2 separate regions of the Arachis hypogaea genome follow, and region 1 is linked to region 2. A link is a contact called in public Hi-C data. All regions are on one chromosome and are shown on one strand. Each heading gives the region's core, a stretch centred on a gene start, on an enhancer-like site or on the middle of the called end of the contact. The rest is flanking DNA. Distances are from core to core; before and after follow the strand shown.

The links. A called contact is a pair of places that touch in the nucleus more often than the background predicts.
Region 1: a Hi-C map of leaf shows a contact between it and region 2, with 4 times the contacts expected there. The contact joins the enhancer-like site here to the promoter of LOC112797052 in region 2. A contact is called at or near these places in 4 of 8 Hi-C or Micro-C datasets (leaf and an unstated tissue).

What each region holds. Positions count from the first base shown.
Region 1 is chr4:100,578,138-100,584,467 of arahy.Tifrunner.gnm2.J5K5, reverse strand. No RefSeq gene overlaps it. Among protein-coding and RNA genes, the nearest start is that of LOC140184458, 42 kb to the right of the region's middle. Within about 2 kb of position 4,822, at least 2 of the 3 cell types and tissues checked have open chromatin away from gene starts, as enhancers often do.
Region 2 is chr4:100,346,693-100,352,638 of arahy.Tifrunner.gnm2.J5K5, reverse strand. It overlaps LOC112797052 (beta-glucosidase 10), which reads left to right and starts at 3,863. Exons shown (of 13, transcript XM_025839804.3): 1 at 3,863-4,134; 2 at 4,231-4,300; 3 at 4,404-4,459; 4 at 4,555-4,630; 5 at 4,854-4,925; 6 at 5,055-5,142; 7 at 5,247-5,502; 8 at 5,889-5,946. The coding sequence starts at 3,994.

The DNA.
Region 1 (6,330 bases), core at 3,573-6,072, 230 kb before region 2:
GAGATCATATCGAGTTGTCGCACCTTCAGTTTGCAGATGATACGATTTTGTTCTGCCCACCTGAGGAAGAAACCATTAAAAATTACAGGAGGCTGCTTTAGTGCTTTGAGTTGATGTCGGGCTTAAGTATTAATTTTGATAAATTTAGCTTGATCTCTATTAACTGTAACAAGTTGTGGGTACGACGTATGTGCAGGGTATTGGGATGTAAGGAAGCAACTCTTCCAGTAAAATACCTGGGAATCTTGCTTGGGCCAAACCCCAGGTTGGTTAAGACTTGGAAGCCAATTATAGACAAAGTGGAGAAAAAGCTTAGCCTCTGGAAAGCCAAGGTCCTCAACAAAGCCGGTAAGTTGGTACTTATCAAATCTATGCAGAATAGCCTCGCGGTGTATTATTTGAGCTTATATAAGATGCCTAAGGCTGTTGCGGAGAAGTTGATTTCCTTGCAGAGAAGATTCCTATGGAGTAAGAATGATGAGAGGAATGGTATGGCTATGGTCAAGTGGGAAGTGGTGTAGGCTCCTAAAAGGTTAGGTGGTTTAGGAATTGGAGATGCTCTGATCCGGAACACAGCTCTTCTTTTTAAGTGGTGGTGGCACTTTTCTAAGGAGGAATGTCTGTTATGGAAGAAGATGGTTTGCTCCTGTAATAATCTGAATCCAGCTGTGCCTTTGTCCACCCAAGAATTACCCATGCGGGGGGAGTTCGTGGAGGGATATTTTTCAGTTACAGTTCACGAATCAAGAACCGAGGCAGAAGATGATTAATGGGTTCCTTGGAGGTTCGTTGAAAGACTTTACTCTGTTTCAAGCCAAATAGGATCAGTGATAAGGATTGTGGGTTTTGGGATGGATTAGAGTGGATATGGAACTTCCAATGGAGACGACAACTGTTCCAATGGGAGTTGGATCTAGTGAACCAGCTACTTGATGCGTTGAGGCTGGTTAGACTTGCATATGACAGACAGCATAGAGTTGTGTGGAAACATGATAAACAAGATGTTTTTTCAACTAACTCATTTGTGCAAGTAATGCAGGCGGAAATGGTCCCGGAAGATATGACAAGCTATAGCTTTACTAGTACTATCTGGAAAGGACTTGTTCCACCAAGAGTGGAGGTGTTTGTTTGGTTTGCCTTGACTGGCAGAATCAGTACGAAGGAGAGACTGAGTCGGCTTGGGGTTATTAACCAACAAGATACTTTATGTGTATTATGTAATAACTCTGTTGAGTCTGGTCACCACTTATTTCTAGGCTGTAGTTTTTCTTGGCACAAGTTTGGTGTGCATGGCTATCATATGCTGGTAGAAAATGGTCTTGTCCGGGTACGTTGAAGGAGCATTTCCTAAGTTGGACTGAGAATTCAAATAGAAAGGCAGAATGTAAGGTATGGATGGTGAGCTTTTGCGCGATTATCTAGAATTTGTGGTTGGAAAGAAATAGAAGACTCTTTCAGAATAAGGGAAAAGGAGTGGAGGAGATTATCAACATGTACTCTCTGAGTAACAAGGAGTGGCTATGTGTGAATCCCTTTGATTGTTGATGGCAATGCCGAAACTGACATGGGGATATATTTTACTCCTTGCTTGCTGTTTTGTCTTTTATTTTATTCTGTGTTGACTATGCTCCACTTCATGTGTTGAGCTTTACTTCAAAAAAAATAATTTTTAAAAAAATAAACAAGAATAACCACTACAAAAACTAGATTATTACCCACAGCCTTATCATAGGTTAAATTGTCGGTAATCACTTTTATCGATGACTAAATAGTCAATAGAAAAAATCACATGTAAAAGTCTTGTTGGTAATTTTTTATAAATACTATTGACAGTATTAATTAATAATAATGACGTTTGGAATATCGATAATAAATATTATCAAAATTAAAATTTGAAAAAAATAAATTAATTTTTTCTGACACTTAAATCATCAGTAAAATCAAATGATAATTTTTATCAATTTTATATTATACTTTTACCGATAGCCTAACTGTCGACAATAATGTTTTTAATTTTTTGGTCCTATTTTTACATTAATAATATATATCTATTATATTTTCTAATACTTGCGTCACTAAGATTCAATTTGAATAAATAACTTGGATATTAATGTTTCAAGAGTAGAATTTGATGTCACTTTCCCATTACCAGCAGTGTCATATAAAATATCCAGTGGCTCTTCATCCTTCTCGTCTCAAATGACATCCTTTACAACATAGTTACTTACATGAAAGCTTCATGTATAATTTGGTGGCTGTGGTGGGCCAGGTTCCGTCGTTGCAAGTTGATCATTCACATTGTATAAATTAAATAAAGACGATTTAATTTGTTCGTTTGGTGCAGATCTGTCAGAGCGTATTATTGTTACAAAGGTTGTTCTGTCCATTGTTTCTGTAGTTTCAATATTGTGGTAAGCGATTGCAAAACAATTATCTACCATATGAAAAGAATAATGAAAATGACTCGTATGAGCACGTTTGCTCTTTTATTTTCATAAGAATCAAAGTTCATATAAATCGCAATGGTTCATCTTATGCTATCACTTATTTGCTACTCCATATAAATCGAAATGACTCTGTCCTTTTTAATTTTACCAAGTAAATCCCAGAGGCTCTTTTCTTTTTCCCTTTTTACATGTAAATCGCATTGACTTTTTACTTTTTACATATTAACAAATAAATTTACTAACAATATAAAAGGTGTTAGATCACACATCTTCAATGTGATTTGCGTTTTAGCTAGTAAAACTTAATTAGCCAGTGCGATTTACTAATAATAAAAAGATGACATTTAGTATTTACATCAATAATCTTCCGATAGAGAAAATACATTATTACTTTTTTTTGTTTAAATATGTAAAAAAGTCTAAACATTGTCATATAAAAATTATTTTATATTTTGTAACAAATAAATTGCAATTTTTACTCGTAATGATTTCTTAATCTTTTAGAAAAATTAAAAAATTAAATAAATAAACAAAACAAATGATTCCACAATATTATTACGGAATAAATACTGATTTATGGACTATGGACTCCTGTCAAATACCATGAAAAATATATTCTAGATGGGTGAAATATACTAAAATCATTGACAAGATGTTGTGTCCTTTCATTAAGTGCCCTCTCTCCAATCAATTAGTAGGAGTGAAATGCATGCAAATGCAATCCATATTATATTATATTCCATTTATATAAAATCAAGTAGTACCAACAAAATAAGCCACGTATAAATTTATTCATTTTAGGAAGATTTCTAATCATGAAGATCATCGTTTAACGAATTGAGGTGTGAAGTGTGAGCTGTTTTAGATTTTCTTTTAATATTCAAATTTGTGATTTTTCATGTTCAAATAGAGTGTATTCTACATTATTTAGGATGTATTTTGATCATTGTCTAAGAATAGTAAGGATAGGAACACGGAAAGACAGAAGACTTTGGTTGTTCAACACAAGAGACACAAATTTTATTCCCTTCCACCTTGCGAACAACACAAATTGAAAGAGAAAAAGAAGTGGACTGATTAATAAAAGAGTTAATAAAATTATCTTCCTAACGTATCTTTGCTTTTTAATATATATTAAATCAATCACCATATATTTATATATAAATACATTAATTTATTGTTAATATGTATTTTTGTATTTTAACATATATTCTATACTTACACACGCAAACGCAAAGATATTTAAAGGTTCTCATCCACTACTTGACTTAGCTAAGCTTCAAATTCGGATGCAACACCTTATACACAAAAGTTTATCACTAAATTAAAGCCTCAACTGCTATGTTATTTCTTTAAAATATAAATCTTAAAATGTCTTTGTTCATCCTAACCAAATATAATACAAAGATAATTTTTATATACATGTTTCTATTTTTCTACTATTCTAAGACAGGAAGCAAATGCAGTCTTAATTATTAATAGAAGTTACACTTTATTTAGTAGTGACAAAAAGAAATTTAAAAAAGAGAAAAAAAAAGGTAATCTAATCACTTCTTGTAAAAAGAATATATGGAGAGCATGAAAAGTTTTGCTTCCAGCAGCTAGAAAAGTAGCAATGCAGCAATGAACCAACCCTAGCTAATATAATAGTGAAGGCTCAAACGCAAGAGTATAACAATTTCATTGGTGAAAGGCTACCTAGGATCATAGCTTTAGAAAAAATTGCAATTGGGAAATGGACATTACAACATGATTATGCACACAATGGTTACAATATGAAAATTTGAAGATCACATCTTACAACTACAAATTGACGTCCCATGAAACGACCTTAAAATTGACAATTAACAATGTGTGTAATCACAAATATCACTAAACAATCCTTAATCAACAAAACGAAATCTAATTGGGTGTTGGCCCTAAACAATGAAAGCTGAAAACAAACATTAAGCCAATCAAAGAGTAATCATTAACCAATACTCCTACCAATTTTTCACTTCGACATCAAAACGATAATTGGGTATTAATGAAAAGAAAGAAAAAAGTTAAATAGTGCAAATGTAATTATGTAACAGAAATAGCATAGCATTTTCGTGAAAATGTCATTACGTTGTTGCTTGAAAAATATATTTGACCTAATGGCCATAGTCAGTTTTCCGTCCATTTGGATTTGCTTCATATTTCAATGTCATTTTTTTTTAATAGGGTGGAAATGGTATCTTCAATTCTGTCCCTTTTATAAATTAAAACACAAAAAACAAAAATGCACAATCATTTTAACTGGGCTGAAACCATGTTTGGATTTTGTCAGAGAAGGCGGAATGTTGAGGTCTCTCTTCTTTCTTGGTTGTCCAGTGGGCCTTAACTAAACCCATGTGGGATCTAAAATGCAGATTGAGTTCTTGTTATAATCAAGACAAAAAAAAAAGGGTTCATGTTACACCTATATGCATGAGAATTCAATTTAAATTTTGTTTCTGATGTTTGTTAAAAATTTGAAAAGTATCTTTAATATTTAATTTTGTTCCTAAATTTTAATTAGTTTAAAATTTATCTTTGACAATTCATATTGTGTAAATCAATGACGGAAGTTAGTACTTGGCAAATGAAAGGTCTAATGTGGCAAGTATTGATTGTGCTAAGATATTTTTTCTCAATTTTTTTTTATCTTTTTTGTTAAAAATAAAATATTTGAATTAAGAAAAAAAAAAGAAGAAGAAGAAGAGAGAAAGGTCATACTCTAAATCCTTAATGTCTAATTTGCTTCTTGTAGATTTAAGGCCATTGATGCTCCAGAAGACTTAGTTTGGTTTGTTAGAGGTAGCTAAATTTGTAACTTAACATGAAAATCATAAAGTCTTTAACATGCTCTTTAAAAGTTTCATTTATGTCTACCAATACAATTTGCTTAATCTGAAATGCCTTTTTTCTTGAAATATGTACATTCTACTTGCTAAGTATCCTACTTTGATGGTACTTAACTATAACTTAAAATTCTCTTCCACCTTCTTTTTGAAAACCTCAGCAAGCCACTAAAACTTCATCAGTTGAATCTCAAATACAAAATTATAAGAGTGATGATTGTTAACACTTTTTTAACTACCAACTATCTTCGTTTTTCCATCTTCACTGCATATGTCCACCACCCACCCTCTCACTTATAATGCCTTATATCCTTCAACTCCTTGTGCACAAGAAATTTCCTCTAGACCTTTTTACACCCTTCTTCATCATCTTCGCTAGCTATCTCTTCTAGCTCATCATTATTAGCCTATTCATCATCACTTAAACAATAACTTAATCTCTCCCCAACAGTCTTCTTATTGACCATTGCAGTCATAGTTTTCTTGGTCTGCTTTATTTTGTGGTGCATTTTTCTTAGAGTAATCTCAACATCAAACAATGGAGCATCTCTATAAAAATTATCTTCACTGTTACTAAAGTAGAGATCTGAATCTACTTCATAATCTCAATCATCATTATCTACATCTTCATTATTCTTCTCATGATTACTTTTATCTACCACTTATCCATCACTAATATTTATGGACCCTCATTTCAACAGTTACTTGAACACCTACCTGGGCCTCCACTTTAACAACTTGGGCCTTCAGAACATCATTTGACCTAAGATTAGCTTCTACATTCTCCCAACCAACTTTTTTATCAGCAACCTTGCTTCCATCCCCGACATCCATATAACACATAATATAGAAAAACTTTTAAGTATATCGGTATATCAGTATTTTAGTAATTTTTAACTGTTGATCTTAATTATAAAAATATAATATAATATATATAATTAAGATCAACAGTTAAAAATTACTGAAACACTAATATACTGTTATATTTGAAAACTTTCCCATAGTATAACACGAAATTT
Region 2 (5,946 bases), core at 2,614-5,113:
AGTGCGAAACAAAACAGAATTGTCCATGTATTTCATTATCTATAATGGTGTTGTCCTGTTATTGTCATATGAGCATAGAAATAATGTAGTTTTGGACAATAAATCATTCATTATCTTTTGAATTTTTTCATATAATCTTTATCAATTGCTCTCTATTAATACGAATCCTACTAAATCAGGTGAAGTTTTACTCCAAAAGATGTTATCTACATGACAATCTTTTATAAATAGGCATGTTACAGTAGTTAACGGTACATATAAGCACAATTGTTAAGTTTTACGTGATAAATTGATAAAATGGCATAATCTATCTACCGTTTACTATCCTAAAAGACTAGATTTTTTTTTCAAGGGCTAATTAGTCCAAAATCGAAATATTCAGGGACCTAGTGTGTGTTTGGATTGTCGTTTGTCAAACAGGAGTTTGAATGAAAGTGATTTATAGAATTGATTTTGGGTAGAAGTAAGTTTGTGTCAATATGATTTATGTTTGGCAACTCTATATCAAAATTGATTTTGATAAAATAACTATTGTTTGAATAATATTAGTTAAAATCACTTTTAGATAGATAATTACTAAAAAAGGCATGACATTAAACTATAATATTATTTTTTATGCTTGTTTAATTTTGTTGATATTTTTATATATTTTTTATATAATATATTTTTAGTATTCTTACCACTTCTTTTTAGTATGTTATAATTTTTTACTATTATTATTATTATTATTATTATTATTATTATTATTATTTTGGTTAATTTTTTGTTTAATTTATTTTACCTAATGAGATCAATAAATCATATTATAAAAAGATAATAATAAATATAATACACAAAAATTACAATTATAAAAGTATATAATGTCAAACAAAAGTTAATAAAAAATAAAAATAGTAAATAATAGAAAAAAGAGCTCATATAAAGAGAAATAATAAGAATTTTATAAATAATACAATAACATGTATAAAAGATAAATTTAGTAAAAAAAAATAAATATTGAGTGTCAATGACTAAAAGACCATTAGTAAAATGCAGAAGTTAAGAATTGTTGCTTCTTGTAAATCCGATTTTGAGTACATTATCACTTCTGCGTTTATAAAAAGAAAAATTAGCCAAACAAAAAAAATGAACTTTCAAAAAGATAGAACATATTTTTCTCCTTCCAACGTGCTTCCTCAAAATTTTTTTTATTCTAATTTCTTTATATTCAAAAATTAAACTTCGGTCTCTCCTCAAATTTTATACTAGCTCCACCTTTGAATTTTAAAAATATCATTAATGTAATTAAAATCTTAGAAATGATTTTAGTATACGATACCAATTTCAAAGACTTGTCTTGAGCTTAACTTATCCAAATACACATATAATGTAAGTAAATGTACCTAGTTTTTTTTGTCAGTGTAACTATACCTAGTTTTTAACACCTATCAATCCAAGCAACAAAAATGGTCAAATCAGTAACGAATCCAAAAAATTTTAAAAATGGGGATAAAAATTTATATATTAAAATAAATTTTGTTGAACATTATTAATTATATAAAGATATAAAAATTAAAAAGAGTTAGTAAATACTTTTTTTTTTAAGCGAATAGCTCAACACAATAGAAGTGGAGCAACCAGAATCACCCAAACTAAAAACAAACAAACTTAACAAGAATTACAACAACACAAATCCGTCCCCGTTGTCATCTCCGGCATAGCCATCAACAACTAAAGGCAGTGACGGATCCAGAAAATTTTAATAGTGGGGACAAAATTTATATAACATGATAATAATTTTTATAATAAAAACAATATGTGTATATAAAAATTAAATATTAAATTATCTATTAACCACTATATATTTATGTATAAATACATTTATTGTATAACTTATTTTCAATGTGTATTTTATATTTTATACAAATAATTATTTTTTATGTACATATAGTATGATTATTGTTATGATTATATTTTATTATTGTAAAATATGATTAGCCTTCAAAATATCTAATATACAAATTAAAACACTAAAATAGTAATTTAAATAATAATATATAATTTAAAATTCTACTTTTAGGTTTCATATTTTTAAAAAATTAAGTAATTTTTCTCTTAACACTACCATCAAAATTTCTCTCTTTTCATATATATTACTAAACAATTATTTAAAAATTCACTTCCCAACACAATTAGAAGCCGACTCTTATTGATATTTATAGTTAAAAAAGTTCCTTCAATTAATATAGTTGCTACGCAAAAATTAAAGCTAATTTGAAAAGAAGATAAATAATATTTTTTTGAGTTACTTTTTAAAAAAGAACATTAATTTCGTACTAATTTCGTTTAAATATGAGAATTGATCATTCTAACGAATATCTAATATAAAATTTTTAAATTGACGATTAAGTACCAAAAGTTGAGTAAAAAATTATTGTAGGATTAAATTTAATAATCTAATGGGGGCAAATAAATATTATTATTATTATATACTACTAAAAAAAAATTCTAAATTGTAATGGGGGCGCTTGTCCCCACACCACTGTACTTGGAGCCATCCCTGACTAAAGGGATCTCCACCGCTCCACTCGTTAGCACTATTCGAAGACATGTTGATAATTTCGTCAACTCCTTTGCTTGTGTGCTGAAAAATCTGCCTATTCCTTTCCAACCATAGGTTCCACTTATTTGATTTCTAAAACTTAAACTTAATTATTTTAATTAAATTATAGATAACTTAGTATCCTAACTAATTTTTTTTATGCACATTTAATAATAAAAGATTGAATCAATTGGCATATTAGCGCTTAACGATACACTAGTATTTATTAATTTAAAATTAACATTATATATAAATACTAGAAAAATTAAATCTGCATATGAAAAGTATGTTTATATAAAATAATAAAAACTTAATTTATAATTTTTTCTTTCTTTTTAAAATAATTAAATTTGTTATATATTTTTTAATTTAATTTTGATATAATGTTAGATGAAAGATTTTATGCATTTGTTTAATTATGTCTTGTAATTACAATATTTTTCATTATTATTTTTAAAAATAAAAAATATATTCTAAATTAGTAAATTAATCAATTCATTTTAAAATTTTATATGCAACATAGATACATATAATAGAATAAAAAATAAGCAATAAAAATGAATAAATTGAGAATAAAATAAAGTATATAAAGTCATGAAGAGAATAAAATATTAGATTAATATCTAAATTATAATTGTTTGAATTAAAATTTGTAATTAAAAATATCAAAAAGAGAAACAATGAAATTGGAAGATACATAGAGTCATAAAGAGCTATATAAAAAAACATGGACAATTTAAAATTTACCTTTTGATTGATGAAGAGAAGATGACCACTAGATAAAAAAAGAAAAAGAAGGTTGAAAATATAAAAATAAGAAGAGGGTTTAAGGGAATAAAGGAGTGACGACAAAAAGATTAAATTTAATTAAGTTAAATAATAATTAAAATAATAAAGAAATAAAAAAATTAATTTGGGACTTTAATCAATTAAATTTAATTTATTTATAGTAGAATTATTTAAAATTTAAAATAAAGACATATTATATATAATTATTTTTTTTTAAAATAAAAATAAAAAACACAATGAGGCCCAATACCTCTCATTGTTGTTATTGGGTCCGTCCGTGGGTCAAATACAAAGTCACTTTTTTTTTTAAGGAGAACAAATAAGAATAATTTTTTAAATTATTTATTCTACTATCATAGCCATGGCCCATGGAACAAAGACTAATGAACACGTAGCATCAATAGAAAACTTGAAATCTACGTAGCTACTCCAAAAATAAGATATTAATGTAAGCTTATATATGTATTGGGAGGGACCAACAAAAGGCACTTAACGACGTTGACCTTTAGTAATTAAGATGCTAATAAGAATAAATAAATAATGCAACAAAATATGTGTAGCGAAAAAAAAAAAAACACCGTTGAAGAAACCAGCAATAAGAATCTTAATCTCCTTTGATAATCATGAAGGATAAGGTAGAGTTGTTATTACTATGTGCAGAGGTTCTTGTAGCACTGCTGGTCCTCCCTTCATGTGTTTATACCTTGAGCAAAGATGAATTTCCAACTGAATTTGTTTTTGGTGCATCAACTTCAGCTTATCAGGTTCTTTTCTTCTCCCTTGTGATTCCAGAAAACTGTTGATGTTTCTAAATTTTTCACCTGCATGCACGTATTTATAATTGTGTGTGAAAATTAAAGGTTGAAGGTGCAGCAAATGAAGATGGAAGAAAGCCTAGCATATGGGATACTTTTGCCCATTCTGATAATGGTACTGTCCTTAGAAACATATATAATAGTCATAATCATAACATGGGTCATTTCTTCGATAATATTTTGTTAGTTATTTATTGTGTACTATAATATATTTTCAGGGAATTTGTATGATGGTGATGGAGACATTACTTGTGATCAATATCATAAGTACAAGGTATATATCTCTTTATGGAGTAACAGAACTATGGCACACACGTGCAGATGAAGAATTTATGAGTTTTGATTTGAATTCATGAATTGAATTTCCAGGAAGATGTTCAACTCATGGCTAACATGGGCTTAGATGCCTATAGACTTTCCATATCTTGGTCAAGACTTATTCCTGGTAAGGTCACTATACTTTTGTCTATCAGATATTCTTCAATTAATGTCTAAAACTAAAATAATGTCAAAAGTTTTCTGTGATTGACATGGATTTTGTTTGATTAGGGAGGATATATGATATATCTCCACTCTGCTCCGTCCACTAATTTGAATACATTAATTTTTCAATGAACTCGGAATTAATGCTATATTTGATTTTGACCATCATGTTTATGTGTTACCAGATGGAAGAGGAGAAATCAATCCCAAGGGATTGCAGTATTACAACAACCTTATCAATGAACTCATAAGCCATGGTTATTCTCAAGGCTTGATTTCACAATATTTATAGTTTGATTAATTCCTAAGAGATTTTCTTCAAACTTTCAAGTTATATGCTGAATGCTGATATATACATTTTTTATGATGTTTGCTTCAACTTGTAGGAATTCAACCACATGTGACATTACACCACTGGGACCTTCCACAAAAACTGGAGGATGAATACGGCGGATGGGTCAGCCGGAGAATTGTGTATGCTTCACAAACTTGATGTGATCATATCTCTATAACAATGTCGCCATCTAGTTAATGGTATTGTTGGATCAGTTAATGTATCTAAGGATGTGTGCTTGTAGGAAAGACTTCACAGAATATGCAGATGTGTGCTTCAGAGAATTCGGTGACAGAGTAAAGTATTGGACCACAGTGAATGAAGCTAATGTGTTTGCGATTTTCGGCTATGATTTAGGAATGTTGCCCCCACAACATTGTTCTCCTTCCCTTTACTTTAACTGCTCTAAAGGAAATTCCTCAACTGAGCCATATTTGGTAACTCATAATATATTGTTAGCACATGGATCAGCTTCCAGATTGTATAGGAACAAGTATAAGGTACTAAAAATGCTTATCATGTGCCACATTCACCCTTCTGCTTTGTTCTTTCATTAGCCTTAGAGATTCTCTCCGGGGTAAACTATTGCCAATTCTAGCCAGGAAAGATACAAACTAACTCGATAACCTTTAAAGATTAGATTAGTTCGACAAAATTTTAAAAAATGGATAGTTCTTTGGCTAGTTTTGTCTAATTAAACCAATCTTTTATGAGTATCAAGTTAATTTATATCTTTCATAGTTAAAACTGTCGGCGCTCAAATCTTTCATAGTAAAAAATAATAGTTTACTCTATTATTTGAAAGTTGGAAGTAAATGCTTCAAAATGCTAATCTTCATATAAATCTACAAAATGCTAATCTTCATTTGATTTGTGTTAAATGCAGGGGATGCAGAATGGGTTTGTTGGGTTTAATATCCTTACTGTTGGTCTTGCTCCACAAA